Linked DNA regions of Mus musculus: region 2 is linked to region 1. The links are chromatin contacts, called in public promoter capture Hi-C maps. All regions are on one chromosome and are shown on one strand. Each heading gives the region's core, a stretch centred on a gene start, on an enhancer-like site or on the middle of the called end of the contact. The rest is flanking DNA. Distances are from core to core; before and after follow the strand shown.

Region 1 (4,082 bases), core at 1,249-3,748:
CTCGAAGAAACTGATTCTTTGGTCTCTCACTTGTACATGTGTGTGCTGACTCATGTACATGAATGTAGAAGTGTGTGGTTGATTTTTTTCTGACATGTCCTATGAGGAGGCACATGTAATCTTAGGTTGTAATTTTTATAGTGGCCCTAAACTGTGTGATGGTAAAGACAAGACCTGTTTACAAATGCCTCTTCCATATCATTTAGCATATGGATCAAGGGTCACTTTTTTTTTCTTTTGTTTTTTTCTGAGATGAAGTTAGATTATATAGACCAGGCTGGCCTCAAACTGGAGATCTTCTGCCTCAGTCTACCAAATGTTGGGATTACAACGCATGTACCCCCACGGCCAGGGGGATGCTTACCTTTCGGGTTTAATTTTTTCATTTTCAATTACATTAAAAATATTAGTCTTTAGCCATTTTATTTTTTTCCCATATGGCTTCTTAATTCCTATGCTGTCTCTTCTAAATTTCTCTCTTGATTTTAAATTCCCAAACATTACTGGATGTAGTAACAGTTTATATCTTTAAAAATGATTAATTTTCATTTTATGTGTGTTGCTGTTTTGCTTGCATGCGTGTCTGTGGGATGGTGTCAGATTTCCTGGAACTGGAGTTACAGACAGTTGTGAGCTGCCATGTAGGTGCTGGGACTTGAACCCTGGTAGAGCAGGGTTCTGGAAGCGCAGCCACTGCTCCCAACCACCGATCATCTCTTCAGCCTCCTCCATTTTTATTTATTTGATTTGATTTGATTTTTTGGTTTGCTTGTTTTTAAATGGAAGCTGGGACATTTGGAAGCGATTCTGCTGAACTTGACAAAAGTTTGTGACAAGTCTTATGCGGTAAGCAGAAGTTAGGATAACAACAGAATAAGAAGAAAAGGAGAAACGATACCCACTCTGGTCTCTGTCTTTTTCAAGTCCTACCATTCCCTTATGTGAACGGCAAGAACTCGGATCTAGTGTCCCATTCCAACCTCAATGCGTACCATCCTAAGATGCTGAGAGCAAAGCCCACCCAGAGACTGCTAGGAACAGAGCAACCCACAGACATCCCTCGCTGTGCAGCTTTTGATGCTGAGATTCTGGAGATGACGTGGCTTTCACGTGACCGCAGCCGGGGAGAGCCCCAGCTACTCACCTAATAACGCCTAGGTTACTGTTCTTTTTTACTGCAGGGATCACATGACTGAGAAACTGTGGTCTCGATAATAAAGTGGACATAGCGATTTAAAATAACAGAAGTTGAAAGGAAAACATTCCAATGTAAGAGCAACTGAGTTCCGTGCTGTGAGGAATAGTTTAAATATCACAAATGATCTTCCTTGAAAGCTCACACCCTAAAAGTCATCCAGGACAAGACCACATTACATTTCCCCAAGTTCTGAGCAACCCCCCCCCAAAACCAAACCAAACAAAAACCCTCTATGTTTAAGTTTTTTATAAAGATTTCAGGATTGAGTTGGCCAGAGTAATTAAAAAAAAACCTGAAACTAAAATGTATTTATGATGAGTAAAAATTAGATTTAAATATCAAATAATAATTATGGAATGATAGAACCAGCTATTTTGATAAGGAATAGCTCAAAGAACGGGAGAGTTACAGAGAGCAACAGAAGAAGAATCCACATATGGGCATATATATATGTGTGTGTGTGTGTGTGTGTGTGTGTGTATATATACATAAAAATAAATGTGTGTACATGTGATCAATGATTACAGAAGCAAAACTAAGGGAAGAAAACATGATCTATAATCTAGGGGAATAAATAACATAAATTCATTATTATTTTCAGAATGAAAATATTAAAAGCCAAGATAAATAGAATGTATAGTATTTACATAAAAATAAAAGTAGACATGGAGATAAGACAGGAGAAATAAAAATTTGGGAAAGTTGGGAGGCAGAGACAGGCGGATTTCTGAGTTCAAGGCCAGCCTGGTCTACAAAGTGAGTTCCAGGATAGTCAGGGCTACACAGAGAAACCCTGTCTCGAAAAACAAAAACAAAACAAAACAAAACAAAACAAAACAAAACAAAACAAAACAAAACAAAACAAAAGTTAGGGAAAGAACCAGATATGATTGTGTACAACTTTAATCGCAGGAGAAGGAGATATAGCTCTGTGAGTTTAAGGCTAGCCCAGTCTATGTAGTGAGTTCCCAACCATCCAAGGCTCTATGTAAGACTCTCAAAAAAAAAAAAAAAAAGTTTTAGGGAAAAGAATAGAAGGAAACAGAAGATAAGGAACTTGAAGCCATTGTACATAATCAGCAGGCTAAACCAAGCATGAACTATAAGGCTCATCTATGTTTTCTTACCAAGCACACTGAGATGGAATCCAAAGGCTCCAGGACTGATGATCTGCGAGCCACCAACAAATCCTGTCTGGTCCAGCCAAAATGAAGTAGTGAAGTGCATTGGACGAGTTGCTGAGCACTGACTTTTCCCTGGGTAAAGGGAACTCAGGATCATGACTGCTATCTGACTGCACAGGAAGGGCCTTTCCATGAGTCACCTCTTAAACTTAGCCGGCGTAGATAAGAAAAGCAGAAGGACAGAGGAGGGCGGGTGGAGGAGGCCGATCAGGACACAGATATTTCCTGCAGGAACCTGTCACCTTAGCTACGAGATGCTGAGATGCAGGCAGGCAGAAATTTGAGGCTTGTCTGTGCTACAGAGTGAGGTTTTATTTTTTTCCCTTTAAATTTGCTTTATTTTATCTTTATATCAGTATGTGTGTGCCATATATGGTTGCTCACAGAGGCCAAGAAAGGATGCTAGATTTCTTGGAACTGGAACCTAATGTGGGTGCTGGGATCTGTTTTTAACCTCCGAGCCATCTCTCCAGTCCCATAGAATGGGGTATTTAAAAGATCTATTGATTTTCTTTTATGTGTAGGAGTTCTTCCCCCCCCCCCCATTTGTGTGTACATATATTTGTGCCTGCTACCTATGGAGGCCAGAAAAGGGCATGGGGGGGGGGGTCCCTGGAATTGAAGTTATAGATTTGCCAGTCACTCATTTGGTGCTGGGAACTCAACTATTAAGCCATTTTTCCAGCCTCTACAGAGTGATTTTAAGACCAACTTGAGAAAGTTAGCAAGACCTTATCTCAAGACAAAAAAGTAATAAAAGATCTAGGGATATAGATTGTGGGTGAGCACTTGTCTGCTATGTCCTAGGTCTTGTGGTTAATCCCCAGGTCAGGAAAAAACTGTGTGTGTGTGTGTGTGACGACGGGAGATGGCTATGATCAAGTTAGGTTGAATGCATATGTACTTGTTAAAGAACAAATAACACATTTAAGAACAACAACAAAAAGATGGCTGAGTTGGGAGGTGTAGCATAAATTTTTTGCAACCTACTTTTAATTATAAGGTTCATTCTCTTCTCTAACCTACCACCCAGCAGAGAGAGTGGAAGAAAAGTTATTAGAATATGGTGGAAGTGGGCCTGTTCAGCAATAGTTCTTTGGGGGGGGGTGGGCGCAATCCCCGTCTTCTTTCTCAGCAGTTCAGTCCCATAGCAAACACCAAATACAACTCAGCAGTTGTAGACCAGTCCTATAGGCAGGCAGATGCCACACATGAGCTAGCAGCTTCAATCCAGTCCTCTCCACCAGCAGACACCGGGCATGAATGCCAACTGGTCTGAGGCAAGGCTGCTAAAGTGGCAAGCAGCTGCAGGAACCGAAGTCCTTGGGTGAGTTTCTCTCAATGGCTGCATTACCACGAGTTGAGCTCAACCACGCTATATAAGGTGAATGAAGAATGGGGAGACAGAGCAAACCAAACCAAGGCTCAGTGCTCATGCCCCACTGTCTGTGGAGTCATATTTACATTCTTTCCTCAAGTGTCCTTTCACGTGTCTGCTATATCAAAACTTCCTTTCACCGTCGTCTGCTTCAGGAAAACATTTTCTCACATGTTTAGTTTAGCAAGACATCCTTTCACCTGTGCACCCCAGCAAAACATCATTTGACAGAACTAACTTTCCAAAGAAACTAGAGATTTCCGCTTAAGGGGGTTTTGAGGAGGAATGCTGTAAAAATACATTTAATTAATCTCAAATGGTA
Region 2 (4,113 bases), core at 1,157-3,656, 270 kb after region 1:
TCAGCTTTTCTCTGACCCATCCACCCTCTGGCACAATTTCTTTCCTCATTCTTCCTGTGGGAAGTCTCCATTCTCTTGCTCAGTCACTGGGCCTGAGCCTTTTATGTTCTCCCTTTTCAATGATCCTTGCTCTCTTGTGCTTCCATCTCCACCCACAGTTTTTCCAGTTGCACAGCCAACTTTACATTCCTTTCAGAAACAAAAGAATAGATTGACCCCTTTTGTTTACACCGCCTTTTTTTTTGTATTTTGTGCCCCCTCAGTTCGAGTCACAGTTTTTCTAACTCCTCAGCCAGTTTTTCAAGTCTTTTTTGAAATAAAATATATGAAGAAGGAAAAGAAAAAATAAGAGAAATCCCTCTGGGAGTAAAGTAGAGATACCCCAGTAGTAGTAGATGCAATAAACGTTTTGCTGGCTTCTTAAATACCCATATCCCCCCCCCCCAACATTTCTTTTATGGCACTTGAAATCAAAATTTTCATTTTATCCTTAAATTTTGAGCTACAGGCTGAGTTGCCATTTGTTGTTACATTTTGGGTTCACCTTTTCCCACCATTTATCTCTGCTCCTCATCATTTCACCCCCATATAACTAGATAGGAGAAAGAGGAGAGATAGAAAGAAGAGAAAGATAGAGATCCTTGAATCTAATCTCTTGCTTGTTTCTTCTTTGAGCATGACTACTAATAATCTGAAAACCCCTCCCCCTCACAACCACTAACCACCAATTCTGCCTATCGGGGCTCTAGAATTTATATACTCTCTGAAAATTTCCCAGGATTCCAAACATGACACAATTGCAGAAACTTTCTGAAACTGGAATAAGCACACCGCCACCAGATCATGAGGTTAATTATCGTCAGCTGCTGTGGGAAGTCTGAAACAAGCACAGGTTGCTGCACCTGAGATTCAGAATGAAAATATATTCTTATATTTCTATGTTTTTTAAAAGAAGTAAAAATTTCAAAATTCTCACCACAAGCTTCCTTGCAGAGGGTAGACCAGGCATGGGTAAAGAGTGTGCATGGTGGAAAACTCACTGTGGGACGTTACTGTCTATTAAGGTAACGAGAATATCCATGCCTGGTTGTGGATGGCCTGACATTGGGTGTTAGCAGTCAAGTAGGATGAGGAGTGTATCTATGCACAGAAGGCAGAAATGGTGTCACTTTCAGAGAATCGTGAGGTGAGAATGCTGTCTGCTTGGTGGGATATCTCTGTGTCGCTGCTTGGTACCTTCCAGGGTGTTGAGAGTTTCTGCCCATCAAGGTGACCTTGGTGGTGTGCTAAAACCCAGGGAGGCTGAGTGGAGTCTTCCCAGAGATCAGCACCAGGAATGAGAGCACATCCAGCTTAGGGGACATAGGCTTGACCTGAGGTTTGGAGTCCACCCAGAAAGTACAGGCCTCTAAGTGAAGTGTGAGCAACATTGTGGGAAAGAGATGGGAGCATCCAAGAGATTATCACTTGGGAGTTTGAGATAGAGATAATGAGCATAGATTTGTTTTTACTCATAGATGTAGATTAGAAATGCCAAATTTTGGAAATAAAACGAAACCTGTGGCTTTACATTAAAATGGGGGTAATAGTGTTAACCCATGGTTTTCAGCATGTTTGGATATAAAAGCAAAAGAAAACCAGTAAATACAAACTCTCTCTCTCTCTCTCTGTGTGTCTTATGCATGCACATGTTGTTTGATTGTTATGTGTAGTGTAACATGGAAGTAGCTAGAGGAGATTCAAAGAAGGGAAGTCTTTGGAAGAACTGAAGGCTGAGCATGTGGCTGTGAGCTGGAAGATGTCTGTGGGAGTGACTCAAATGATTCCATCTCCAGCAGCTCAAGTAAGTGTCCCCTCTTGTACTCTGTGATCCATTTTATTCTCTCAACTATTCCCAACAGTGCAGTGAACATTTAAAGCATGAGCTGAGGAGGGCTGGGAGTAAGGGAAGAGAGGCACAAGGAGAGGAGAGAGTCCAACCACTGCTACTATCCAGAGCTGTTTCAGGAGCTCTGGGCATGTCCAGTAGCAAAGTGAGTGGAGAGTCCCCATGCAGGTAGTTATGAATCTATGGCAGGAGGCAGAGTGCTCAGAGGAGCAACTTCAGAAGAAACAGAATGTGAACTTTGCCTTCCCCACACTGGTGGCAGCTGAGAAAAAAGTGGGAATCCACACAATGGTGAGGGCTAATGGTCCACTACAATGTGGTATCAAAATTTTCCTGTTCAGTCAAAATCATCGTTGTGCCTTAAGAGTTTGCTTATGTTGTCTGGTTTTCCAGAAACCACATTTGCATATAGAAGTGAGTGAATTTATGTGTGCTGCAGAGTGTTTTACAACAGGGTTCTCTAATAGCATGGTTCCTCTTTCTCCTCCTTCCTCTTTCTTTCCTTCCCCCTTTGAGTTCCCACTTTGCAGTACTTGCATATCTTGCTGAGTGGGTTTGAGGGCTACAATTCTTATTTTCTTATGTTAAGAGGTTGCATTTCCCTTATCTCGCCCTGGTGATTCTATGCTGTGGTTTCTTGTTCTCATCTCGTTTATCCTAGTGAGACATGTCTCTTCTTTCATACAACTGTGCAATATGACAACTTATCACAGTGATTGGTTCTCATATACTATAGAGCCTTAGAGAAGGAACAAGGCTCTCTTCTGACGGAGGAAGATTTTTTCTTGATATGGCTTCAGAAATCACTTATGCAGAAGTGAAGTTCAAGAATGAATCCAACTCCTTGCACACCTACTCAGAATCTCCTGCAGGTAAAACAAAACAGAAATCCCTGTCTGTACTTAATGTAGATGGGAGGATAAAGGAAATGTCATTCTCAAAGTTAGGTGGTATTTGTGAATGATTTTTTGAGTGCTCCCATCTGGTATTTTACTGGAGTCTCAGCTGTTTAACTGTAAATTGACTTGAAGAGCTGTAGAGTTGTATAGTGGGAAGGAAAAGCTTTCTTGGCATGGTTTTTTTCTTGTTATTTACAAAAACTATACCTTGAATCTTGCTGTATTTCCTGCTCTATATAAATGAACATAAATGCATATATTTTTCTGAAAATTAAATCATATTGTTTAATAGTGAGCTCTCCCCTCTACGCTTGACAGAATTTTGTAACTTCATGAAAACTGTTTCAGTGTTTGGAGCTTTTATCCTGAAGGAACTTTTTTTTTTCTTTTATACGATAGATCAGAGCAAAACCTCTCACTTAATAGGCAGTTGCTCCGCTAAAGTTTCCAGCCATTTGAGAGTGGTTATCAGACTGACATTATGCTCAAGAGGTGGACTATGATTAGAAATATTTATCTCTTATTATATATTTGTCTTTAATATTTGGATAGTCTGGAAGTGATTTAAATATACAGTACTGCAACCACAGTAAAGAACACTATGAAAGTACAGTGACCTGAAAATATATTTATAATACTGATGCAAAGAAAAGTTGTAGGGCAGGTGGCAATGTTTATGTTGTGTTATCATGTGAGAAACATATTATATATACGTACTTTAACACTTGCTAAAAGGTTCACATGTGCTCTAATTCCAGCATTCATGAAGCAGAGGCAGGAGGATCACTGGAGATTTGAAGCCAGTCTTGTCTACATAATGAGTTGTAGACCATCCAAGACTACATAGAGAGACACTAGCTTCTTATACCTTTCATCACCAAAAACAAACAAACAAACAAACAAACAAACAAACAAATGAATGAACAAACAAGCCAAAACAAAAACAAACCCAACCCCCAAAACCACACACAAAGAAACAAAACACTCTATGAAAAACATTAATAAAGTATTTTTGTAATATATATTTACATATATTTGTATAAATGTGTACATGTAAGTATACACACATATATGTATTCAAAGTATTTTTTCAAATCTCAAAATATTAATACCGGTTACTTCAACAGTATAAGTCTGTGCATTTTTTATTGTTTTAAATGTTTCTGCTATTAGTAACTATGTGTCATGGAGGAAAATGAAGAAGAGGAGGGTGGAAAAGAAGAAACAAAGATAAAACTTACTTCTCACGAAATGAATGTGCTTCTCCTTCTAGCTCCCAGAGAGAAACCTATCCGTGATCTAAGAAAGCCTGGTTCCCCCTCACTG

What was found. Capture Hi-C pulls out chosen DNA fragments and counts their contacts.
Region 2: a promoter capture Hi-C map of adipose tissue shows a contact between it and region 1. The contact joins the promoter of Clec4a2 here to the promoter of C3ar1 in region 1. A contact is called at or near these places in 1 of 39 promoter capture datasets (macrophages), 1 of 115 datasets of contacts at active chromatin or transcription factors (bone marrow-derived macrophages) and 2 of 9 other capture datasets (adipose tissue and liver).

What each region holds. Positions count from the first base shown.
Region 1 is chr6:122,853,659-122,857,740 of GRCm38.p6, forward strand. It overlaps C3ar1 (complement component 3a receptor 1), which reads right to left and starts at 2,499. Exons shown (of 2, transcript NM_009779.2): 1 at 2,326-2,499.
Region 2 is chr6:123,120,910-123,125,022 of GRCm38.p6, forward strand. Clec4a2 (C-type lectin domain family 4, member a2) reads left to right here and starts at 2,407. Exons shown (of 6, transcript NM_011999.4): 1 at 2,407-2,760; 2 at 4,061-4,113. The coding sequence starts at 2,679.